5 separate regions of the Mus musculus genome follow, and all the other regions are linked to region 5. Evidence: chromatin contacts called from public Hi-C, HiChIP or PLAC-seq and capture Hi-C data. All regions are on one chromosome and are shown on one strand. The core of a region is the stretch at or near the end of the contact, and the rest is flanking DNA. Distances in the headings are between cores, read along the strand shown. Region 1 holds the start of Tex26 (testis expressed 26). Region 2 holds the start of Wdr95 (WD40 repeat domain 95). Region 3 holds the start of Lnx2 (ligand of numb-protein X 2). Region 4 overlaps Gm15997 (predicted gene 15997). Region 5 holds the start of Slc7a1 (solute carrier family 7 (cationic amino acid transporter, y+ system), member 1).

The links. Hi-C and Micro-C count contacts between places; a contact is called where the count stands out from the background. HiChIP or PLAC-seq counts read pairs in DNA pulled down with a chosen protein or histone mark. Capture Hi-C pulls out chosen DNA fragments and counts their contacts.
Region 1: an H3K4me3 HiChIP or PLAC-seq map of pro-B cells shows a contact between it and region 5, with 5 times the contacts expected there. The contact joins the promoter of Tex26 here to the promoter of Slc7a1 in region 5. A contact is called at or near these places in 4 of 39 promoter capture datasets (hippocampal neurons, liver and pre-B cells) and 4 of 115 datasets of contacts at active chromatin or transcription factors (the SCID.adh cell line, large pre-B cells, pancreatic cancer cells and 1 more).
Region 2: a Hi-C map of regulatory T cells shows a contact between it and region 5, with 7 times the contacts expected there. The contact joins the promoter of Wdr95 here to the promoter of Slc7a1 in region 5. A contact is called at or near these places in 1 of 39 promoter capture datasets (liver), 1 of 484 Hi-C or Micro-C datasets (regulatory T cells) and 3 of 115 datasets of contacts at active chromatin or transcription factors (astrocytes, large pre-B cells and neural tube).
Region 3: a contact with region 5 is called in a capture Hi-C map of embryonic stem cells, with 2.4 times the contacts expected there. The contact joins the promoter of Lnx2 here to the promoter of Slc7a1 in region 5. A contact is called at or near these places in 1 of 39 promoter capture datasets (pre-B cells), 1 of 115 datasets of contacts at active chromatin or transcription factors (thymic regulatory T cells) and 1 of 9 other capture datasets (embryonic stem cells).
Region 4: a contact with region 5 is called in a FOXA1 HiChIP or PLAC-seq map of pancreatic cancer cells. The contact joins the enhancer-like site here to the promoter of Slc7a1 in region 5. A contact is called at or near these places in 1 of 39 promoter capture datasets (liver), 4 of 115 datasets of contacts at active chromatin or transcription factors (the SCID.adh cell line, astrocytes, large pre-B cells and 1 more) and 1 of 9 other capture datasets (adipose tissue).

Annotation. Positions count from the first base shown.
Region 1 is chr5:149,438,255-149,440,954 of GRCm38.p6, forward strand. It overlaps Tex26 (testis expressed 26), which reads left to right and starts at 1,406. Exons shown (of 7, transcript NM_029464.2): 1 at 1,406-1,533. The coding sequence starts at 1,473.
Region 2 is chr5:149,527,260-149,529,959 of GRCm38.p6, forward strand. Wdr95 (WD40 repeat domain 95) reads left to right here and starts at 1,420. Exons shown (of 23, transcript NM_029440.3): 1 at 1,420-1,512. The region is part of intron 1 of Gm15997 (predicted gene 15997); the gene reads right to left.
Region 3 is chr5:147,075,243-147,077,942 of GRCm38.p6, forward strand. Lnx2 (ligand of numb-protein X 2) reads right to left here and starts at 1,330. Exons shown (of 10, transcript NM_080795.4): 1 at 1,176-1,330. It overlaps Polr1d (polymerase (RNA) I polypeptide D), which reads left to right and starts at 2,104. Exons shown (of 3, transcript NM_181730.4): 1 at 2,104-2,451. The coding sequence starts at 2,426.
Region 4 is chr5:149,503,832-149,506,531 of GRCm38.p6, forward strand. All of the region lies in intron 1 of Gm15997 (predicted gene 15997), which reads right to left. It also overlaps a transcript of Wdr95 not described here. Among named protein-coding and RNA genes, the nearest start is that of Wdr95, 23 kb to the right of the region's middle. Within about 2 kb of position 1,315, at least 5 of the 459 cell types and tissues checked have an H3K27ac peak or open chromatin away from gene starts, as enhancers often do. A contact at or near this core is called in pancreatic cancer cells, where this site is marked.
Region 5 is chr5:148,398,500-148,401,199 of GRCm38.p6, forward strand. It overlaps Slc7a1 (solute carrier family 7 (cationic amino acid transporter, y+ system), member 1), which reads right to left and starts at 1,405. Exons shown (of 13, transcript NM_007513.4): 1 at 1,230-1,405.

The DNA.
Region 1 (2,700 bases), core at 156-2,655, 1.0 Mb after region 5:
ACATTTCTGACCTTTTGTGCCAGGCATTTATCCAAAATGGTCTTCCAAGTACTGGTGATTATAGGAACCAAAATATTGATGGATTCTGAAAAGCCCCGAAGATGGTCTCATATTCAGCATCTCCTATTCAGCCGAGATTTAATTATTTATGTAAGATAAACAGGTCATCTCATTAATATGCAACCTCAATAATATGACGTCTCATTAATATGCAAATTTGCTTCATATCTTTCATAGATGGTAAAATTGTATGCACAGCAATGAATTGCTTTTTAAAATAAAGCTCCTCATGGTTCATTATCAATAAACATGTGACCTGTGTATTTGTCTTATATACCTTATATACTCTAGCTGGCATAAAAATTTCTCAGGCACAGTGTGATCACAAGTGGAAAAAAATTAAAAGCCACACTCTAACATGTATAAGTGGGTAGGATCAGCCGGCCAGTGTACAGTAACAAAGTGGCATCCTATGATTGGTACTAGGAATATAGTTTGGGATTTTTTGTATTTATTAAAAATAAGGTCTGGTGTAACCCAGGCTGCCCCTGGACAAACTATGTAGTGGAGGATGACCCTGCTGCATCCATTATCCCTCTGGACTCTCCGTAATTAGCCTGTGCCCAATGTTTCCCTGAAGTAACTAGACACTAGCTTAGGATGCTCTGGGTTGACCTCACACAGACCTGATGCCGAAACTTTTACCTTTCCCTTATACCACATCTTTCTCATCCTTGAGTGTAGTCGCTGTGTCCTACAGATTTCCATGCCAACCTTGCCCAATTTTGCTTACATTGAAAATTATGAATGGACACAAATTTGCGGTTGGGCGTCTGTCTGTCTGCTTCTGGGTTTTTAATATTCGGGGTATTTAATATTTTGAGACAAGGCATCTCTTTCCAGGGTTGGGCTCCTGCCTTAGCCTCCTGAGTTCTCGGATCACCGGTGAGCACCAGTATACCAGGCTAAAATAAACTTTTTTTTTCCAGCCTTTTCCAGTTTGCTCGTATTTGCCAATACATAAAACAATGGCATAGTATTGCAAGGACCAGAGCAGTGTCTCTCCACCTTCCTAATGCTGCGACCCTTTAATATAGTTCCTCATGTGGTGGTGACCCCCCCCCCAACTACAAATTGTTTGGTGGCTACTTCATAACTGTAATGTTGCTACGGTTATGAATTGTAATGTATAATGGTAACATCTGTGTTTCCTGATGGTCTTAGGTGACCCCTGTGAAAAGTTCGTTCGACACCCCCCACCCCCAAGGAGTCGTAGTCCATAGGTTGAGAACTATTGGATTAGGGCACTCCATGAAAGTCAGGAATCAGCGTGATGCGCTCACCCTCTGGGTCCAGGGGCGGAGACTGAGGCGTCTCCATAGCGACGCTTCACAAAGGCACGCGCAGAGGGTGGGGCGCAGAGCGGAGTACTACTGCCTTGTCAGGGCGGGAAGGCGACCTTTTGGGACAAGATGGCCCGGTATAGGAACAAGGTTTCGTGCCCTGCTCAATGTGACCCCAAGCTCCAGTCAAGTAAGACTGCCCACGCTGCGGGTCTGCGGGGCGTGGTGTGCTGTGTGTGCGGTGGAGTTGTTTTAAATAAGGCAGTTTTTTTTTCCCCAAGGGCATCAATCGTGAGAGGTTTGCCTCGCTTTTAGAGATGGCAGGGAGGCGCAAGTGAGTCAGGGAGAAAGATCAGCTGTCCAAAATCACACTCCTGTCCAGCCCTTTATACTCCCCTCTCTAAAACTCTGGGGTGTCCCTTTAAATACTTAAGGAAACCCCTGAGGAGACATGATAAAGCCACAGCTAGTGTCCTTCCAAGGACAACAGAGCCGAAGACAAATGAACAGAACTGGGGACGTAATGGAGGGAGAGAAGGAGTCTGGCTGGTTCTTTAAGTCGCAAACAGCAAATTCAGTGGGGCGGGAGGGAGGGGAGGGGCGGGATCAGCCGGCCAGGGCTGCTCTGTCTGCAGACTGGGCTGGGAGCTGAGCCCTTTTCAAAGGCGCTCTGCCAGGTGACAGATGGAGAGCCTTGCTCTGTGGTTCTGCTTGCGGCGGCGGCAGCGGGTTTACCAGCTCAGCGTTTTGCGTTGGTGAAGAGACATCACCTCCCCTGGCTGTTAGTTGCGACTCGAGTAGCATTATTACTGAGTGCACAGTCAGCGTATCCATCCCTTCGGAGCAATAATGGCCGGCTGCAGCCGTCTAGCCGAGCTGGCTAAGGGGCTGTGAGGATTCTTTAGAATGATGCTCCTAAGAGAACAATGAAGTGGGTGTTTACATTCCAATCTAGTTCTCTGTAAACGAAGAGTGGAAAGCTGGAGTGTGTGTGTGAGGGGGGAGGGCGGGAAGGAGCGTATTCAGTTAAAAAAAATGTTAAATGTTTTCAGATTCTATAGGACGGCGAGGTCAGGAGATGGAGGAGGGAAAAGCTCCCAGGATCCCCAAGGGCACTCCTTAATTTCCATTTCCCTTTTTCTAAACACTCTGTCTGTCAGGTATTTTCCTAGGCCAGTAGTCTCCTTCCTTGTCTGGAACAGATAAGAGTTAGGATTCCTCCTCTTACGGAATTGATCACGTACCCCAGGACTTCCGGTGCTGCACAAACTGCCAGGGACTCTACTGTCTACACTCAGTACCCAATGCCAAATGTTCAGACTGAACTATCCCGCTCTTGATCAGGCAGTTTCCATGC
Region 2 (2,700 bases), core at 170-2,669, 1.1 Mb after region 5:
TTCCATCCATCTTGGGCATTTCCAAACTGACTTAGAGGTCTGGGGTGTACCTCAGTGGTAGAGTGCTTACCTAACATTTATAAGGTCCTGGGTTCAGCGTCAGAATTCTGTCTAAACTCCACCCCACAGTTACCTGGCAACAGGCAGGTAGGCCTGACCCACTATAAAAGGGGCTGCTTGCCCACTCCTCTCCCTCTTGTTCTCTTGCTCTCTTGTTCCCACTCTGTCCCCTCGCCTCTTCCCCGCCCCCCTCCACGTGCTCATGGCTGGCCTCTACTCCTCTACTTCTCTACTCTCCCTCTCTCTGCCTTTCTCTGCCTCCACTGCCCTCTTAACTCCCCTCCCCATGCCCTGAATAAACTCTATTCTATACTATACTATACTATACTATACTATACTATACTATACTATACCTGTGGCTGGTCCCTCATGGGGAAGGGATGCCTCGGCATGGGCCCGCTGAGACATTCCCTTCTCCCACACCTCACCACACCTCATAGCACATATCTCCTATTTATTTATTTATTTATTTATTTATTTATTTATTTATTTATTTTAAACACATCATTCAGGACTGAAGGAAGAAAGACAAAACTCATGGAAATGATTTTAAGTGATTCTTAATAATTCATATTTAAAATTACAACATTTCTGCTTCTTAGACTTCAACTACAGTTTCATCTGGTACTAAGGTCACCTGCCCAGAGACCTGGTGTGAAGCGAAGCGGTAGGCAAGACAGAGAAGCCCTGTTCTGAGCTGGCTGTCCTCCCGCTTAAGGAGCAGCTGTCTTAGTGGCCTCCCAAGCACCAACGCCAGGGCACCCGCGCCAGCTGCCACACTGGAGCTGCCGGAGTTCCACACCAGTAGAGTTTTATGTAAGGGCTTCAAAGCTACAGCAGCCACCGCAGTAGCTCTGACCTGGCCTTTCATGTCTCAGTCCAGACAAACGCGTGATTGAAGAAAGGATTCATCCAAGCCCGTGTCACATTGGCCATCTGGAAACCCGCCAGCCGCTCATTTAGCAAATTACTTTGTTTAAAGGCAGCTCTGTGTTCCAGCGTTTGTGCTACCAGGATGGGTCTCATAATTCCTCCGCCTTGGTTTATCCGCTCGGCTCCTCTCGATCTGCCTAGCAACTTAAAAGACTGTTAATGCGTGACAAGGCACTTGACCCGCATGATTTTCGAGCGGAGGGAGAGCATTCGTCTTGTGCTGGCTTGTCCTCTCCTCCAAAGCAAGGGCACGACGCCCCGCGCTCTCTGTCTTAATGAAGCCTGCCTTTATTAAGAAGCCCATTAAGCTCCACAGGGCCCAGCCATCCAGCACTGTAAATATTACCCCATAGAAATTCACATAGGGCCCTGGCGCGGGGTGGGGGATGGGGAGTACGGTAAGCGCTCACCCATTCTGCCAGTCTGGAGGAGACCTCAGCTCTCTGTTGATGGAAGGCTGTTGCTGTTTGACAGGCTGATGCCTCTTTGTTTGGAAAGATGAGTTAGAATCGTTAGCAGGTAATGTCACAAGGCCCCTGGGGTGGTTTGAATAAAAGAGTTGGAAGCAACCTGACTACAGAATAGCAATGAGTTCTCAGGTGTCTGATCTGGATTTTCTTCTTCCAAAAGAGGAAAGAAAGAGGAAAAAGGAGCCCACAGAGGCTGAGATGGTTTCTTATCAGGATGTTGCGGGTCACTTTGTCCTGATATGGTTTATCATCTGTCATTGACCAGGGCAAATGATCTTGGTGACTGTTGTTTCCATAAATTGCTCATCTGGGGTCGTGGTATTCTTAAGTCTGGAAGCTAGAAGCTCAAATCAGTGAGTGGATCAAAGACATATCGTGTGTTCAGTATCTAGCTAGGCCCTTTAAGGGGGCGGGGGGGGGGGGAGGATCACACAATAAATGTGCTTTGGGAAGTTTTTTTTTTTTTTTTTAAAGTGTGTCTATTTAGTGACTAGTAAAGACTCGGACTGGGTGTCAAATGTTGATGTGATTTGGGCCAAGGTTGCCTTAGTCCTCTCTTGGAATTATTTTTAGAGGTAACTGAATTAGTGATGACATATAGTAAGAACTCAACCGTGCTACTTGATATGTTTTGTAAAGCGCGGTATGCTTCACTGGGAGGGGGTGTCTTAGTGGGTGCCCCCTGTCCCCAGGTACCAGTCATACAACACGGGTCTAGTATAAAATGTTCACTTGAGGCATGGGAAGGGGGTTGAGAAAGGAGTTGAAGTAGAGAAAAAGAAGGGACAGAAAAAGATGGGGAGAGGGAGGGTGGGGGGGTCAGAGAAAGAGAGAGAGAGAGAAAGGGGTCAGAGAGAGTGAAGAGAGGCCAAACAGTTCTTTTTATAGCAACCCAGGCTCCCACCTGGCTGTTGCTAGGTAACTAACTGTTGGGAGGAACCTAGAAGGAATGCTAACGTGCTAACACTAATAACACCAGGTATGGGATAGCTATCCTCGGTATTGGCACCGCTAAAGTAGTCACTGGACTGGATCGAGGGAAGAGAGCTTTATGAGCCAACTCCATACATGTACCAACTCCAGGTAGGGAGAGGGCGGCCTGTGAATGGCACTGCATAAACCGGGCACAGCCTTGGTGGGCAGGGAAAGAAGTGGGTAGGTAGCTAGGTGGACTGGAAGGAAGCTCGAGTTCAGAGCACAGGAGTGGAGATGATGAACGAATGAGGGGCTGTGTTGG
Region 3 (2,700 bases), core at 80-2,579, 1.3 Mb before region 5:
CAAACTTGAAGCTTAGAGGAACAAACCTTGGACTTAGTGGATGGACTGAATTAAAAACAATGTGACTCTAGAGCTGCTTTGACTTGGCCTACATTTGACCCCTTTGGGAAAACTCACATGGAATTTGGACAGGCTAAAACGGCAAAACCTTGTTAGCTCAACAATGATCTGCCGGCCAAATAGGACACTAGATTCCCCCATCTTCCTTCTTTACCTGCCAAAGTCCTTTTCTCCAAAGGTGGGTGGGTGGGGGAGGGTTTTCAAACCTATCAAAGCAAACAGGACTGACCTACTGAGATCCTGCGTCTGTGCTATGTCACTGAACAGGCTAGAGAAAACGCAAATTGTGTCCTGGGAAGGAGGCCAATGTCTAAGTACTGTGACTGAAAAGAATGTGACATTCTTAAAGTGAAGGCAGTTTGGATAAACTGGAGCTCACGGTTGCCTCCAACTACCCTTGCCATTGGTTTCTGGGCTTTTTTTTTTTTTTCCCCAAAGAAAAATTGGCGGGGTGTGGGGCACACGCCTTTCTAACCCTACAGCACTCAAGAAAGAGGCGGATCTCCGTGAGTTCCAGGCTAGCCAAGGCTACAGAGTGAGAAGAAGAAAAATTGATTCGATAAAGCCACGCGGAAGCGTCCTTAAGGCTCCTGGCAAACACACACTCTTAAATGCAAACGGAAATACTAGAACACTCCATTAAAAAGTCCTTGCGTGAAACGTGGCAGAAAGCTTTGAAAAGCCAGCGATGTCTTTCCCAAGAGGTGCTTTGTGCGCAAATGCTTCCAAATCGGGACTCATATTTTGGAAATTATACCCCCCACGCTCCCAAACATGTCAAATCTGAAGAGAAAGGTGAGAATTCCCCCGCAACAGGCTGGGGCAAGGAGGAGGGTGCCTCTCTGCTCATCCCTTCCAGGAAACAAAACCAGAGGGCAACTAGCTAGCGCCACTCTGGCTCCAGACAACGTGCAGACGCAAAGTGCAAGAACTCGTTCCCAAACCTCCATGTCTTGAAAAGCGAGAGGCGCGCAGACCTGCATCGGGGTTCCTGGAACCCGCACCCGCACCGGGCCGGGCCAGACAGCACGCGGCCCCCAGCGGTCCCCCAGATGGTCCCCCCTACCCTGACGCCACACCCCGTCACCGCCCGCACCTGAGGCGAAGTAACTCACTGAGGGAAAGCGGCGGGCTCCCCGCGGGAGCGCTGACGAGGACGCCGCCCGGCTCCGCTCCGCTGGGACTCGCCGCCGCCGATTTCCTGGCGAGAAGCAAAGTCCGGCCAAGACTTTACTTCTCAACCGCCCCTGCTGCCTTTCCCCTAGGGGGCGAGCGCAGAGGCCCAACCCGACACGCACCTGAGCCAATCAACGGCGGACAAAGGCGGGACTAAGAGCGGGCTCGGAGCCTCTCGACCAATCAAGGAGTTCGAGGGGCCGAGTCGGCCCTGCTCATCACCCCCGTGTTAGAGTGAGCGCGTTCCGCCCTCCGCCATCGCTCCCGGCCGGATTCTCCCTCTCAGACACACAGAGAAAACGCTCGGGAAGTGTCTGCGTGCACCCCTGGAGCGCCGCGCCGGGCGTGGGACAGCTGAAGGGAGGGGAGGGCTGCGGGACCAGGCTGAGGGAGAACAGGTGGCGGGGGGCGGCTGACGTGTAGGTGTGCAGGGCGAGGGGACAGCTGGGTGGGGCGGGGACCCAGCCTGGCCAGGGTCAGGTGGGAGCTGGGAGGATGCACCTGAGAAGAAGGGCGGTTCCTTGGGATCAAAGGGAAAAGGAGCTGCCAGTCCCACAGCGTGAGCTCCCGAGGAAGGAGGGCGGTGCTCCAAACTCTCACTTCTCTCGCAAAAGAAAGACCATCGCAGCCCTTGCACCTAGTGGAGATGTACATTTGCACCCCAGGGAGAAAAATTTTTAAAACCCACAGTATCGTCAGGAGAGTCATCTCTGCACAACAGTCTCTCTGCTTTTTCAAGGTGCCCCATGAAAGGCCCCTGAGGACTCAAGTCCTGGGAATAGCCAGCCCTGGGGCAGTCGGGTTCCTGGAGAGCCTAGCAGGCCAGAGATCCGACTCTGACTCTTTTTAAATAGCAGGTGTCTCGGGGCGACAGGTGAGAGCCTATGCTCTTCAGTGGCACTTGGGGACCGGCTGGCTGTGCCCGGCAGCTGGCTTAGCTTCCGCAGTTCCAGGTGAACCGTCCTGCCCGCGCCTGGGCGTGGTCGGGGGCGGGACCCGGTTTAGCCCCGCCCACAGAGGGCCCTGCCGCGCCGCTGCGGCTCCGCCCCCCTCCTTCCGTCATCCGCTTCTTCCGTCGGTGGTTTCTTCCTTCCTGCCTTGTCCCGCACCTTTCGCGACATGGGGAAGAGCTTCCATTTCGCCAGCGCCACCTGAGGATTTCCTGGAGCCGCCACCCCCACCTCCCGCGATGGAAGACGATCAGGAGCTGGAGAGGTAAGGGTGGAGGGGAAGAGTGGAGTGGGGCGGCGGGTCGGGCCAGCGAAGCGGGTGGCGAAGGGGCACGCGGCCGACTGCGGCCCGGCGTGGCGGCTAGGCCTGACCCCAGGCGCTGGGGAAGGAAGGAGAGAGAGTAGAGCGGGCCGGGTTGGGAAGAGGGAGGAGCCGTGGGTTTATTTGTAACAGAAAAGCCCAGAGGGATGCTAGCCATCCGGGAGGGGAGAGAAGTTGGGAATCATGCTGTAA
Region 4 (2,700 bases), core at 65-2,564, 1.1 Mb after region 5:
TGCCCTTGAATATAATATATCCGCGGCAGATTCTGCGAGTCTAGGGGATGTGAATAAAATGCAAGCCCCACGAGGAGCCCGAGATAAATGCTTCTTTTTCGCTTCTAAATTCAGATGAAGTGATGAATTACGCAGGCTTCTTCAGTCATGTAATTTATCATGTGTCTTACTGAATGACAGATGGAACGGGATCCCCACCCCCTCCATGGTTGTGTCCGGGAGGCGGTTCTGCTAAGGTTTTCCATCAGAATCACTAATCAGAAACTCAGAAGCCAGCATGCATTTGGGAAGTGTTATTAGGAGAAAGAATGTCCAGCCCGTTTCTGCCCACCCCCTACCCATCTCATTCAACAAACATTTGAGCTCCTGTGGTAAAACAGGCTCTGTGCTGGGTGCTGAAGACAGAACGAGGACAGAACGTGCAGGCTCTGCCCCCAGGGAGCTTAGAACTAGAAGTTACAACTAAACTTCTCAGCCCCTTCTAGGGGAGAGCATTGAATTAGCTCTTCTAATGTACCAAGTTCCTCCCCTTGAAAGAAAAAATCAATTAAAGAAAACTATGGGGGTTGGAGAGATGACTCTGTGGTTAAGAGCACTGACAGCTCCTCTGGAGGACCTGAGTTCCATTCCCAGCACCCACATGGTGGCTCACAACCATTTGTATCTCTGAGGGGACCAGATGCCCTCTTCTGGCATCTGAGCCCCCCAAACACGCATGTAGTGCCCGTACATATATACATGCAGACCAACACTCATGCACGTGAGACAAAAGTAGACTCTTTTCAGTAAAAATGAAATAAGTTTAAATTAAATAAATATAGGTTTTTAAAGGCATATACATTTGTTTATTTTCACCTCTCAATTCTGTAGGGCAAGTCCACCAGCCGGAAGTCCCGCTGGGTGACAGACATTGTCAGCATGCCACAGTACAACAAAGTAATCGTTGGAACTGGGTAAGTACGCAAGCAAAAAGTGAGCAGTCGTGGTGTGAAGAGATGCAGCTCCGTGCCTGGGGTCACACAAGCACACACATTTGCAGTGTGAGGCCAGCGTTGGAGTCTTAAAGCATTAGAGCCCATGTGTGTAAACAGAGGTACACTTTGTGTGGCTTCATGCCGAGAGCTTAGAGGATGCTGTCTTGTAGAAAAGACTTCCGGAACCAAGGAAGGGCCACGGGAGGAAAATTAGTCTGAGTACTTTTCAAGCATACTTTATTTGGATTAAATGGTATATTTGTTTTCTTATTCATCTAAATTGAGTCTTGACTGCACTGGACTAACTCACAGGGCAAAGTACACAGCAGGAACATGGACGCTGCTGCTGCTGCTGCTGCTACTGCTGCTGTGGCAGTGGGGTGGTGGCCACGGTGGCAGAGTGAGGTCCACAGGGCTCCTGCTTGCAAAGGGCTCCAGCTCACGGGAGTGTGAACTCAGATTGCAGAGGGAGGGTGGAAGCTGAAGACTCCTTATACTTTAGGGTGTGGCTACAGTCCAGGGGCAGGTGGAAGGGTTCCCGTGACTCCACCTACCGTACAAGCCCCTCACCGCTGAAAACCCTCTCCACGACTCTCTTTCACAAGTCCCTGGTGACCAAGCCAGCTCAGTCAGCCAAAGAGGGTCTCAAGGAAAGGAGGGAGGATTGAAAAGAAAATGACAATTAGACAGCATTATAACATGACTCCAGCCAGTGCCGAGGCTGAAGTGGGGTTTAGTTTTCTCCAGCCAGTTTTTATACCATTCTAGGTACTTGCAGAGAACAGGGTCAGTTCATAGACAAAGACATCAAAGACAAAGTCATCAAACAATGCAATAAACAAAGCCCCCCACGACAGCCCCCCCCTCCCAGCCATGGTCACTGTTTCTTGGGGTTTGTCAGGGTGACCAAGATAAAGGAATGCCACACATACCTTGGCTGAGTTTACCTTGCTTGAGCTTTGTATTAGCCCAAATGTAAATATTCTATTCTAAGCTTACTTCCATGTCCTAGCCCAGTGACAAATTCTTTCCAAATTTCTAGAAACTGCCCCAAGATCTCTTCACTCCCTGGGGCTCTAGGCTTTAATGACCAACTCCAACCTAACCCCGTTTTTTATTAAATATAATTGTTCATGAGGTTTAATACTTTATATTAATTCATCATCAAAAATATAATTGTTGAAATATCAACATAGTTAATATAATCAATCTAATAGTATGCTAACTACTAAGCAGCAAATATACATTTGTAAATTTGTCTCAATTTGATTTTTAATTTTTTATTATATTATTTTTAATCATTTTTTTGAAAAAGATTTATTGCTTATTTGTGTGTGTATGTGTGTGTGTGTGTGTGTGTGTGTGTGTGTGTGTGTGTGTATTATGGATGTATGAGTGCAATACCCAAGAAGCCCAGAAGAGGGTGTCAGACCCACTGGGACTGGAGTTATGGGTTATTGGCAGCAGTGAGCCATCTAATGTGGGTGTTGGGAATGGGGCTCAGGTCCTGTGGAAGAGCATCAGGCCTGGTCACCTTTCTAGCTCCTGCGTTCTTTTTTTTTTAATCGTAACACTTGCATACCTTGGATACAGTATCTAATATATGGATACTCCCTGCAATGATCAGATTATGGTAATATTTACTTTGCTTAATCATCAATCAAATGTTAATCATTTCTATGTGTCATTGAGAGAACGAAAAGTGTCACAGTTTATTTTAAACAGT
Region 5 (2,700 bases), core at 155-2,654:
CAATTCATGGGGTGACTTTCCCCCTCTAAATGTCTATTCTGATCTCGTGAGTCACGCCCTTTTGTTTTAGTGGCAGAAGGGTGTGCTCTAGTCAAAATAATAATTTCCATTGAGACCAACTAAAAATACCAGGGGGATGACTGTGTCGAGGTTTCCTATTATCTTAACCACACATGAAGGGCAAGAAATGTTACAAAAATCCCAATTACCAGCTGACTCCATGACAGCTAAGACAGTCAACCAAAAGATAACGCAGAAGATAACGCTCCGGATTCTAGTGAAAGTTTACTCACCTTTAGAAGAAATACACCTATGGTTGAAACCCTGTCCTCCTGCACGTGAGAGTATAACTGTGGGTGCTGGGAAATGTAGTTTTTTAGTTTGTTTTGTTTTCCTGACAGCACATGTCTGCCTATCCCAGCACATGTCTGCCTATCCCAGCACATGTCTGGCTATCTTAACACACAAGTCCACACAGCAGTGGGCTGGAGCGAGCGACACTGGACTGCTCTGCGGACACCCTTGGCTGGTGACCTGATCGTGCCCAGGAAGTCTTCCACTGGACAGAAACACACGGAGCACAGGTTGTCTACGGAGCCGGAAGAACTTCCTCCCACTCCACACCATCTGGAAGAACAGTCTGTGCAGGCCGAATCGGGTCACAAGGAAAACCCACCCAAGAGGGAGTCCCTCCAAAGGGACCTCTGGAGACTATGAGGCGACCCGGAGGACAGGAATCTCAGGTCTCGGGTCATGCCTGCGAGACCTGACAAGAGTCCATCCTGCGCGCGGCTCGGCTGACGACACTGCCCGGGACCGCGTGGCGGGGCGGGGTGCCGCGCACCGCGCCATGTAAGGGAAGGTCTCCCAGACTGCCGTGACTCCGGATGCCACCCGGGGCAGCCTGCGTAGATGGGTCCCCGCGCCCACGTGGAGCCTACACACGGCGCCACGCGTGGCGGGCGTCACCCGGGTCGCCCGTGTTCACTCCCTCCCGCTGTTGCATCATGCACCACGCCGCGCCTGCAAAGGACCAAGATGGACTCGGAGGAGGCGACCGGAACACTGGTGCCCGCCCCACGCACCCATCCCCCGGAGATGGAGAGGATAAGAAGAACCCTCGCCCTGCCTGAAACGCCACCCGAGGCCACACACACAGACACACACGCACACCGAGGTGACTCAGGCTTTCAGAGCTTCCTGGGCAATCACAAGGATCGCGTACTCACGGAGGAGGCGGCAAGATGTTGAGCTGTGTGGAGACCGCGGGTAGAAAGCCTCTCACACCTGCTAGCTGAGGGGATGGCGCACGCGGGCGGAATCCGAGCCGGTTTCATCAGCCGCGCGCCGCCCTCCGCGGGCCCCACGGCCACGGCCAGTGCTGCGCGTCAGCTTCCAGGGCACCAATGACAGCGCCGCGCGGCCGCGCCCCTGTGGGCGGGGACACCCGAGACCGGGCTTCCCCGCCGGTTTGGGCGCCTCCCGCGCGCGCCCTTGGTCCTCCGCAGCCGCAACTGAGCTTGAGTCAGAGCTGATGGCACAGGCTGAGGGGTGCGAGCCCCCTCCTGGGGAGCCACGGACAGCTGACGACCAGGTTTCTTGCTCCAAACTGGATGTAAGACACATTTTAAAGACTTTTTTTTTTTTTGGACTTAGTTGTAAATCTTCTTTTGACATTGGACTACTTTACGGCTGTGCCCTAGCTAACGCCTTAGCCTCCGCCTTGGTCAGGAAGGGCCCCAGAACCTGCAAGCCTCCCTTTGATACAAGGTAGTTCCTCCACATAGCCAACAGAACAGTTCAGGCAGTTCACACCCGCGGGACTCTCCCCAAGTTTAGTACCCAAATCTAGTCTTCAGGGTTCCTTCTGATCTCTGCTCCAAAATCGAGAACTACAGTCTATAGGGCTGAGGGATGGCTCAGCGGTTAACACTGACAACCCTTTCAGAGGACCCAGTTCTGACTCCCCACATGGGGGCTCACAACTAATCTGTAAGTCTTGAATGTGATGCACAGACATACACAGGTAAACCATAAATATGCATAAGATAAAAGTTTTTATAAAGAATTATATCGAAGCCCGGCAGTGGTGGCACACACCTTTAGTCCCAGCACTTGGGAGGCAGAGGCAGGTGGATTTCTGAGTTTGAGGCCAGCCTGGTCTACAGAGTGAGTTTCAGGACAGCCAGGGCTATACAGAGAAATCCTGTTAAAAAAAGAGAGAGAGAGAGAGAGAGAGAGAGAGAGAGAGAGAGAGAGAGAGAGAGAGAGAGAGAGGAAGGAAGGAAGGAAAGAAGAAAGAAAGAAAGAAAGAAAGAAAGAAAGAAAGAAAGAAAGAAAGGAAGAAAGAGAGAAAAGAAAGGAAAAGAAAAGAAAAAGAGAAAAGAGAAGGTGGATGCTATGTGTGTTCTCAAGTGTGCCTTATCAGTAAAGGGATTCATTGTCAGCCACAGCTGTTGATACTCCCATAGAATTAAACTAACGATGTATTAATTTATATTGCCCAGCCAAAAAGTCTTAATGAATACGTAGAGGGAGGTGGATAGCACTAAAGCACTTCTAACACTTGTAAGATAACATTAAAGCACTTCTAACAGCGTTTGTGATAATAACAAGGCATCAAACATGCTTTGTTTTCCAACAGCCAACAGAAGTAAGTGTCAATCATGCGGTGATGAACTGATTCCTGCCAATCTAGTA